2 separate regions of the Gasterosteus aculeatus genome follow, and region 2 is linked to region 1. The links are chromatin contacts, called in public Hi-C maps. All regions are on one chromosome and are shown on one strand. Each heading gives the region's core, a stretch centred on a gene start, on an enhancer-like site or on the middle of the called end of the contact. The rest is flanking DNA. Distances are from core to core; before and after follow the strand shown.

What was found. A called contact is a pair of places that touch in the nucleus more often than the background predicts.
Region 2: a Hi-C map of skeletal muscle shows a contact between it and region 1, with 4 times the contacts expected there. The contact joins two enhancer-like sites. A contact is called at or near these places in 3 of 6 Hi-C or Micro-C datasets (skeletal muscle and tail fin).

Annotation. Positions count from the first base shown.
Region 1 is chr10:8,249,561-8,254,483 of fGasAcu3.hap1.1, forward strand. It overlaps trps1 (trichorhinophalangeal syndrome I), which reads right to left. Exons shown (of 12, transcript XM_078081432.1): 12 at 1,812-4,923. Among protein-coding and RNA genes, the nearest start is that of trps1, 88 kb to the right of the region's middle. Within about 2 kb of position 2,506, at least 1 of the 9 cell types and tissues checked has open chromatin away from gene starts, as enhancers often do.
Region 2 is chr10:8,429,560-8,434,482 of fGasAcu3.hap1.1, forward strand. All of the region lies in intron 1 of LOC144383549 (a long non-coding RNA gene), which reads right to left. Among protein-coding and RNA genes, the nearest start is that of LOC144383549, 5.5 kb to the right of the region's middle. Within about 2 kb of position 2,827, at least 3 of the 9 cell types and tissues checked have open chromatin away from gene starts, as enhancers often do.

The sequences.
Region 1 (4,923 bases), core at 1,256-3,755:
GATTACAAGTCTTACAAGTCTGACAGATCGCAGCGCTGCTCTGATTAAGTCTGTCATGGTACCCGTGCCCAGAGGAGGATTGTGGGAGAATTAAAACAGCCTCTGAAAAGATTCTGTGTGCGGTGATGAGAAATGAGCCTCTGGCTGAGGTCCAAATGCTTTCTCAGGTCTTTGCCATGAAATAAACAGTAACCCCAGAACATGTAAATAATTGATATTCTGTTGCACTAAATGGAAGTTTCTGTGCCGTTGTAATGACAGAGGAAGATGACCGGGTCGGTAAAATCCTCTTCGTCAGAGAAATCTTCCTATTGTCTTGTTTGGGGAGTTGACCTTTTGACTGTAAAATGCAGTAAATTACTATTTAAATAGTGAATTTTATGTCTAATCTGGATATTGAAATCCTTGGTTGACTTGGTAGGCAAAATAGAAATGTATCCTGAGGGACACGAGGGTTGACATTAAAATGATGTTGAGACGCAAACATTTGTTGTTTTTTGTAAAAAAAAAATGTTGACCGTACAGAAAAATGTTCATGTGTACATCAAATACTAAATTTATAGTAAACCAAGTGGATCCATCCGCCGGGGACAATAAATTGCTCTACAACATGTCAACCACTGTCTTTCCTAAGACCAGCGTCAAACAGCACGGCCGATGTTAACGACACATCAGAGTGTTCTGCTCGAAAAAACACTTGAAACGAACAGCGTGATGTGGTGCTACATGCATCTGATCTCCGGGGTACGTGGTGAGCAGCAAAAAATCCAATACTGACCGTGTACGAGGACGAAAAGCAAGCTTGTAAAGTAGAAAAAGTGAAGTGGGAAAAAGAGGCGGCGCTCGTGGCTACATGCTGCGGCGCAGCAGGAGATACGTTTAAAGCTTTAGGATCGTTCTATTGCATCTATCCAGTCTTTGATCACATGATGAGTGGATTCAACCTGATCCAGGATTTAATTCTCTTCCTCTCTTTGTCACAGTAAATCACTCACGAATGAACCACTCATATTGCCCCTTTTCAGTATGTTTGTTATTACTTTTATTAATTATTATCGTCATCATCGTCAACATTATTCTTCAAGTTTAGCTGTGTAACAAACTTTTTCTTGGCGGTCAAAAAAAATGTTGAAATATCATTTTCGCATGAAATGAAACCAGAAAACATAACGTACAGAAAGAGTTCGGAATAAAACACATGAGAAAGAAAATAACCTAAAGAAACAAAACATGATATCAAAGCCATACAACTTAAAAGGAGACAAAATTCTAGTAAAATATATTGGTTAAATGTACATAGTCGATGTGTGTTCATGCATGTGTGTCTGACCAATAGTAAACTGGCCTGTAGCTCCCTTGTCTCCCATGATTATTACTGTGCATCCCCAAAATGTACACTCAAGCCAACGTGCGTCTCTGTGTTCCTTTGCAATGAGAACATAATAACTGGAGTGCAAGCAACAGCATGCTTCTCCACCACGCATGCTGAGAAAGACAAAAATGAACACTTGTCAACCCCCCCCACCTCCCCATCCCCCCCCATGTAAACGCTGATGTAGAATACCATCAAACCCAAAACACCGGCGTTAAGTGTGTACTGCAGGATTAGTATAAACAATGATGTTGTCTATTTTCATACACAGCCAGCTGAAATGTTCTCATCATCAACAAACGCATGGTTGACATAAGCGGTGTCCTTCCTTGACCTTTGGGAGACGTTAATGCTAAGCTGGCATAAACACTGAAGAAGACATCTGGATAGAAAACGGTTCTGCAGAGCACCAACTATATGAAAAGTGTGTGTTTGAGCATTTTTTTTCTTCTATCAAGGCCGTTTTCTTTTTACTTAGAAAGTTTCAAAAGATTACTACTAAAACATTTTGGCATCAGAATCACTCCGATTGAACATAAATAGTTCATCCAGTTTTTTATATCTTTGCCCTACTTTTCCTAGAAATCCCCCTACAATCTTTAGCAAAAGGACGTTTCATTGTTTAAAGGAGGACATTTTTGGAATACGTATCTTAGATGAGTCCCATTGGCAAACAAATTGACCTAAATCTGAAAACTTTGTTTCGCCAAGTATCTGAGATTTCTTTCAACAAACCCACGGCCCATTTGAGTGGGATGCAACTCAGCAAGGTAAACACGAGCACAAAGGTTGTCAGTTCTGGGGTAAATCTGTTGCCAGTCAGCAACAGCATGACCGAATTACCAAAATACCGTCCCACGTGCATTACTCGGGAGAAGAGAGGAGGGAGTCAGTGGGTTGGAGAAACAGGTGCTCAGATATGAGGAAAGATGAGATGGAGAAGTCTTGGTCAAATTAGATGACACGGATACAAGACAACAGAGGAAAGGCTAAATGGATCCATTAACCTAGATTTGTTAGCTACTCTTTATCTACCGTCTGCTCATATTTTCTTCAAAGGCACCGTTCTATCCATCTCCGCCGGCCCTTCCTTTTGTTCTGGTTTTTAAGGAAGCACTGCTTCATTCCTGCTTCTTTTCTTTTGCTACATTTTCAAATGTAAACAGATTTCATTATGCTAGCAGCCCCAAAAACATAAAATAAACTTAAACACATTGGCACAAGATATTTCCTATAGATTGAACACCATTTGAATCAGATTCTCTTTACATAATCATCATTTTTGAATTAGTTTCATCGGTGTGAAGAGTCATGAATGGTAAAGATTTTAAGCAAACTCTTTAGAGAACAAAAATGCAGACGGAAACATTTACCATGATTTGGGCCTTCTGGTACCTTGACTGCGTGTCATAATTCATCTGCATATAAACCCACAGTACAGAACAACTTTCACACTAAAGGTACCAAGGCGTACTGTGTGTCTCAGCATTTCCACAGACTCGTGTACATACATGCAGAAAATTACATCCAGATAACTAGCGATTGAAAGTTACCATAGCAACCAACTTCATTTTTTAAATGCTCATACAGATCTTCCCATAGGCTGAAAATACTTAGAAATAATAAGTATTTGATCAACCAGACAGCAGACAATCAAGCATTATAATGATAGTATCGGTACGTGGGAATTAAATATAGCAGTCAGACTTCTCGTGAGTCTCATCAGCCGACTGATGACAATACTTTTAGACACAGAAAGTTACACTTGTTAGAAAAACTGTACAAGTTAACAGGCACTAGGCGGAACATTTTTCATTCTTGTCTCTTGGATAAGCATAGAAAAATATCTTGTTCTCATTCTTTCTTGCTTCTTGTCTTTCTTTTGGCCTACTAACACTTCTTTCAAAGAGTCTCTTGGTGATTTCATTTTTTTTTTGCAAACTAAGGCAGCAAGGCAGAAGGAGTGATTCTCTCTTTATAAAAATAAACAAGATGGCCACTGTGTTGCTCCTTTTTTCTGAGGACCTGCCTGTCATGACTATTGAAAACAAACGGTGAAGAGGTATCAGGCAGGTCTTTTTCTTAATTTAGAACATTTTAGAATCCAAACATTGGTATCGAATGGCAGAGAAGTGGGATGAGTTAGCAACATGGTCATTTCCCTTCAGTGAAATATAAAATGTAACTTTACAATGACGTCTCGTGTCTGTTCAGTATTATTAAGGTCAAAAGTGGAACAGCTTCCATCCATAGAAAAAGGCAACGTATTCTGCAGATTTCATAAGACGCTAACATGCTACATAGAGGTAACCTCACACTCGCAGATATACACGATAGGCTGCGTCAAACGCTGTAGGCAAGGAGTTCTGTAGACTCAATACAGAGCAAAAGTTCATTCAGTTAATGCAAATAATTGATCCTTATGAGAACGTTTAGGTCTGGTAAGTTTCCCTATAAAACCATGTGAAGACAAACAGAAAAAAAAGTTACATACTAAGTCCATTTTGACCTATTGACACATAAAGAACACAATAGGAACATATAAGAAAGAATGTTATGGAACATGCCAAAACCGTTAGACCGCTGTACTTGTAAAAAAAAACAAAAAAAAAAAACGTGTCACATGCTATGAAACAGGCGGGTTGGTGTGCAACACTTGTGACCCCTGAGTACAGATATATCGAGCACAAGCCTTCATAATGTTTAAATCCTCGGTTTTGGGACGGACACATCCTTTGTTCCTTACACACAAACGCTACTACACAAATGCACACATACACGCAACCCCCGTCTTTTGCTGTACCATTTCTGTTAGACGGCCGTGATCGATGTAACAACTCTCCATGGCAACACCAGACCAAAAGAAAACCGAAAAACACAAATAAACTAATCCGTATAGTACCATTTCCTGCAAATAAAAGAAGCATTATTTGCCCTTAGAAAATAACATATTATATAGGAAAAAGGGTGTAACAAATTGCATGTATTGTCCTATAACATCATAATCATTATTATTATTATTATTACCATTATCATCATTATAAATGTTAAGCAGGTTAATAGATGAATGTTCTGTTAGGCAGGCAGCCAGGCACGTAGCTAGTATGATGGCACAGAGGAAGGTAGAAAATAATGTCACTTGGTTTGATCCAAATGGATGGAGAGAACACTTCGGTCCGGATTTCTCCGGTTTCACCAGTTGAAACTGGCTTCAAGAAGTTCAGAAAGTCTCGGTCAAATCAATCCCAAATCGGTCTCACAGTCGGGGCCACTTTGCAGCCGGTGTTGTTTTAGAAACAAGGGCACGAGTGAATGAAACCACCTGATCGTTTCGTATCATGGTAAAACCAGCAGATTAAACTGGTCCAACTCTGACCAGGTTCAAAGAGTCAAAATAAACTTTTGGTTTTGGATCCATCTGCACAGCGATAAAATAGTCTGAAACACACATGGAAGGAAGGAAGTGATAACCCAGATCCCATCTGGTCGTACCAGGATAAAACCGTCTGGGTGATGCACCGGACCAGCTCAGGGATCAGGTTAGCACGATG
Region 2 (4,923 bases), core at 1,577-4,076, 180 kb after region 1:
AGTTCCCTGTCATTGGAGAGTCCTCTTTTCAGTTGTTGTCGTCCGTTTAGCAAATGGACGGAGTCCAACAACAGCCCCGAAATAAATCTTTTTTGATTTTAACGTTCGGCGTTTTAGAGAAGCGTCGATTACACTGCTGGGCTTCCAAAACAACCCATACATTTGTTTTCTGATACGGCACCACGTAGGCTGGAAGAGACGGGATTCAAACTAGCCTCCGATGTCAAAATCTTCAATTTCCCCCCCACCGACCGCTCACTGAGGCTTTGAGGAGCTACAACGACGTCACCCGAGTCACACCTGCGTGTTCTCATTAGCGGCCCGACTGCAAGAGGACACTTGACAGAGAAACACAAACGTAGGACACTTGAACGCTTTCATTTTTTACGATGAGAAAAAGTGGCCTCTGTGTGTGTGTGTGTTTTGATAACCAAGTGGAGATGATCGTGGTTTCTTGGCGTTGGGAGAGGAGGGGGGGGGGGGGGGGGGGTTTGGATGAAGTGCATTCTGTGACGCAGCGAAGATGACTACAAACTCACTCCAACGGTTCATTTTGATCCCATCTGAGGGGGGGGGCTCCTCACAAAAACAAGTGATCCGGTGACAAGGCAGACGACACTTTGAAGTCAGCATTATCTATGGGAGTGGTGACGGAGAGGTAATCCACTCTCCTGAAGTGCTCTTCAGCAGAGGACTTCTTCAAAAGGAAAATGTATTCTGGTTCACAGAACGTAACTCTATTCACATTCAAGTGTTTGAACGTGAAGCGGTTTGAGTCGGTCTCTGCAGAAGCACACGGCCGCATGCTGCTGCGTTTTATAATTTCCTGAATCACACAATACTGCTCGCCTACTGTAAATCCTTTTTTTGATTTCCCATCACTTGGCTGCTCTAACAACGGTTTCTGGTATTACTGGGAGTCTGTTTTTATAATAATAATGAGGGTACGTTACAGCGGATTGATAGGAGGGAAGGTGAGTGTGTGTGGGGGGGGGACGGTGGAGAAAGGGAGGGCATGCATGTGTGTCAAAGAGAGAGAGGAAGACAGAAAATGCTGTGTGTGTGTGTGTGTGAGGTGAGATATGGCAACAGTGCCATCTAGTGAACATTTTAGTGAGTTAGTGAGTCAGTGGCGTCCACTGTGATAGACGATGGAGACACAAAGACGAGGTCACATGATAAACCCCAAGAGCCGCATTCAAACCTCAACTTTGAGGATAGTGAGGCTCCTGTACATTTTGACCAAAAAATAAAAAAAGGCATTCGTTCTGACATGTTATGCAGATAGATCTGCAGATACTTGAAACTTGCTAAGGTGGGTAATCCATCACAGCGACATTTAATCAGCCTTATTTTTTCCTTTTTCTTTTTTATCACCATTATCATTGCATGGTATCCTGCAGCTGAAAGTAGAGACTGTTTCGCAAGTGTCCTTTGTGGTGCTTTCAAGGATGCTCAGACGTGGGACAATCTTAAGTCGGCTGCACATCAGCATCCTTTTTAATGCAAGACTGATGAGTATCTTCTTTATTTAAATTCAACATCCATAATACGAACTCATGATATAGATTAGGGGGTATAGGAGAGAAAGCTAATCTTATAAAACCCAAGGGATCACATGAGTTTATGATAACATATTTATTCAACATTAATTTGACCTCTCAGGACATTGCCAATATCATTTTATTTTCTACATATTCGTTTGTCAAAACTAATGCTACTCTTGTGTGCAATCCCTCATCAGTAGAAAGGAGGGTGGAAATATGAATGAGGAAGAACAAGATGAGTAACGTTCATTATCGACGGATACAGATAATTATTTTTCAAACTGATAGTTTGCTCTATGAAACCTCTGACAGTAAGTAAAGTATGCATCTCAATGAGCAGCCGTCCATTATTGGGATCAACCAGTGTTTTGTTTCTCTCTATATTTTAAAATATGTTAACCTTAGTGTGTGGAACCCATTTGGATGATTGCATTTTGTAAGGAAAATGGGGCCAGAGAATAATATGGCACTAAATTGTCAGCAGCTCACCCTGGACAAATGTATTCAACAGATAGCACTGAATTTTATAATGATATCGACACAAAGTACTTCATGTGGAAAGGGTGCTTCATGGCCAATACCCAACTCACTTTATCAGGGCAATATCTATTTGATATCATATAACAGATCTCCACATTTTTTATGCTTGAACTAAAGAGTTGTTCTTTTTGCCGGAAAGGAAAGCATGAAGTTCGAGGATGTCTGGTTGATTTACATGGAACATCATGGACGTGGACAAGAGAGGGCTGAGGGAACCACGCACAAAGGGTCTTGTGGACAAAAACAACAATATTTTTCTCAATGAGCAGTTTCAGAGGTTTGCTGTGACTCTCCGCTCAGCTGGGAGCTGCCCAGTGTATAGTCATGCTCTTTTAGACACGGAGCCACTGGAGCACTTGAAGGTCAATTGGCTCAGAGGCACTTCAGTAGCAGGCGGGAGGAAACACATTTTTCTCCCACAAATTTTACAAGCAAGTCAAAAGGTTTTGGTCGCTGTGGATTCCTCTGACCAGCAGTCAAATGCTGGGGTCAAACCTTTCTGCATGGGCCAATGATGATACTCACCTTACTAAACATGTAAATATAGCGTGGCAGTAAAATCAATTGGGTTAATTATTTAAGTGGTCTGCATTAAATGTCCACTGCATGATAGGGTTATATGTTCCTCAAGGTACCAGGCACTTTAATCCCATATCCACAGCAGAGGAGACTCCTTTAATGTAGGCCGATCTCTTAACTGATCGCCATGGCAACACCGCTCTGAAACTGAAACTGACACGGCCATACATACAATCACTCAGCAAGTCTACTTGTTTAATCATCTATACGATTATATATATATAAACTTAGAGGATCAGCTCTTCACCAAACTGAAAATAGCTGTTCCACATCACAGTCCACCTTAAGGGAGCCTGGGCCGGGGTTGTTAGCCGTATGCAGGGCAAACAGCCTCCCATTGATTTCGGCAGGTGGGAAGCGGCACACAGGAACTCGACTTGTGTGTCTCCAGGGTGCCGCATCTACACACCAACAAATCTACACACCAGCCAATAGCCTGAACCGTGTTCCGTGCCAACGGTGAGGGTAAGTCGTGGGTTTGTTGGGCATGTCCCGCGACGCACGGGAGACGAGTAGTGATGATTCTATCTGACCAGCCAGCGTTCTGTAGGGTTTTAACACAACGGTCTAGTATCAGCTTGGAACCTCAACTAAGGTGGAACCAAAAAAAGAAAGTGGCAGGTGCTATCCACAACTTTTGCCAACTAATAAGTCAAGTCGATCTGTGCCAGTCAGGGGAAATGCTGGGTGAGTATTTTTGCTTGACAGAGGGTTAATTATTGGGATGTAGTGGACAATCTGTGTGCAGACTTGAAAATAGCAGCCACATAGTTGCATAGGAAGATGTTTGGATTTGGTTTACAGACATTGAAAATGTGGCTTTGACCAGAATGTAGAGGTATTTTGTGTATATTGTTGTTGTTGTTGTTTGTGTGTCTATTACAATCATTTCACTTACAAAAATGGGATGTTTCAGGCGCTGCAGACATTGTACTGTGAAATATCAGCTTTTGAATATAATGACACCTCTTTCTCTTCAAAGTGGATTTAAATCTATACTTCAATGTGTGTGTGTGTTTGTGTGTCTATGCATGTGTGTTTGTGTGACACACACATGAACACACTTTGTCTGCGTGGCCTTTTCCCTTCACAACACTGGGTTGCCGACAGCAACGTGCCCTGAGCTGATAAACTTTATCAACCGACTCACACCTGTGCTCGTGCACAAGCACACAAACATGCGGGCAGATCCACAGAGGCACACCTCTTGCTTTGCTCTCCTGACGAGGTAGACACCTGCCACTACTTTGTGCATGTGTGTGTGTGCAACAGTCAGTGTGGAAACCGTACAAATGATGCGACAGGGCCTTAGGTGACAACAATACACTCCTGGCATGAGTACACGACCCACATCATTGCACACACAAGCACACACTGAAAAAAACACCCACACCCGCACACATATATATGGGCACCCACACTGAAAAATAAGACTGCACACGAAGCAAACTGAAATAGCATTTACACGCCTCTTTAGAGCTTATCGTTATTTCTGCCTTTCACCGTGCAAATATGAATGTGTGTGACTGTCCGTCAGTCTCGCTCCATGTGCGCGTCTTGCTGGCTGTGTTTATCCTTCAAACTATGTGTGTGTCTGCATGCAGGGTATGCGAAAATGTCAATACTTTTTAGTGCCGGCCAGGGACCTAAATATTACTTGTTCTAAATCAAGAACCTTTTCTAACTTCAACTCTGCATTCAATGAATGCACAAATGTCCCCAAAGATACTGCAGAACCGCACTGGAGACATCCTGCAAGCAGCGCACTACCATCCACACAATCCACTGCTTGAACAGCAGCGCTGTAAAGAGACTTTCTGATGGTGGCCTATAGGAGAGAGAAATCACGTCAGTGACGGAACATAAATGTGAGTCATCACTGCGCTGCCACACAAACCACAGCGACAGAACATGTTGCAGTGTTATCAGCCTGGCTTCTGGCACCAAGCAATTAAAACGTCCAAGAACCCGGTACCAGCGAGTACACTACTTCAACAATTGCATAATTAATGATGATGATCTCCACGCAAATGTTAGTAATCAATCCAATCTTTCGCTGCGTCTGTGTGTTGCTTGACAAAAGTTCTGCTAAATGTTGCTCAAGAGTTGGGCTGTGAAAAAATACAACATGAAATCTATATACATGTTCTTCACAGCTGGAGCCAAACTCTGTTTGTGATCGTGCTGTTTTCAGCCCGGACCATCCACCTGTCAGTCGACCGCTGTGAGGTGCACGCTGGAAGATGTCCGCACATGC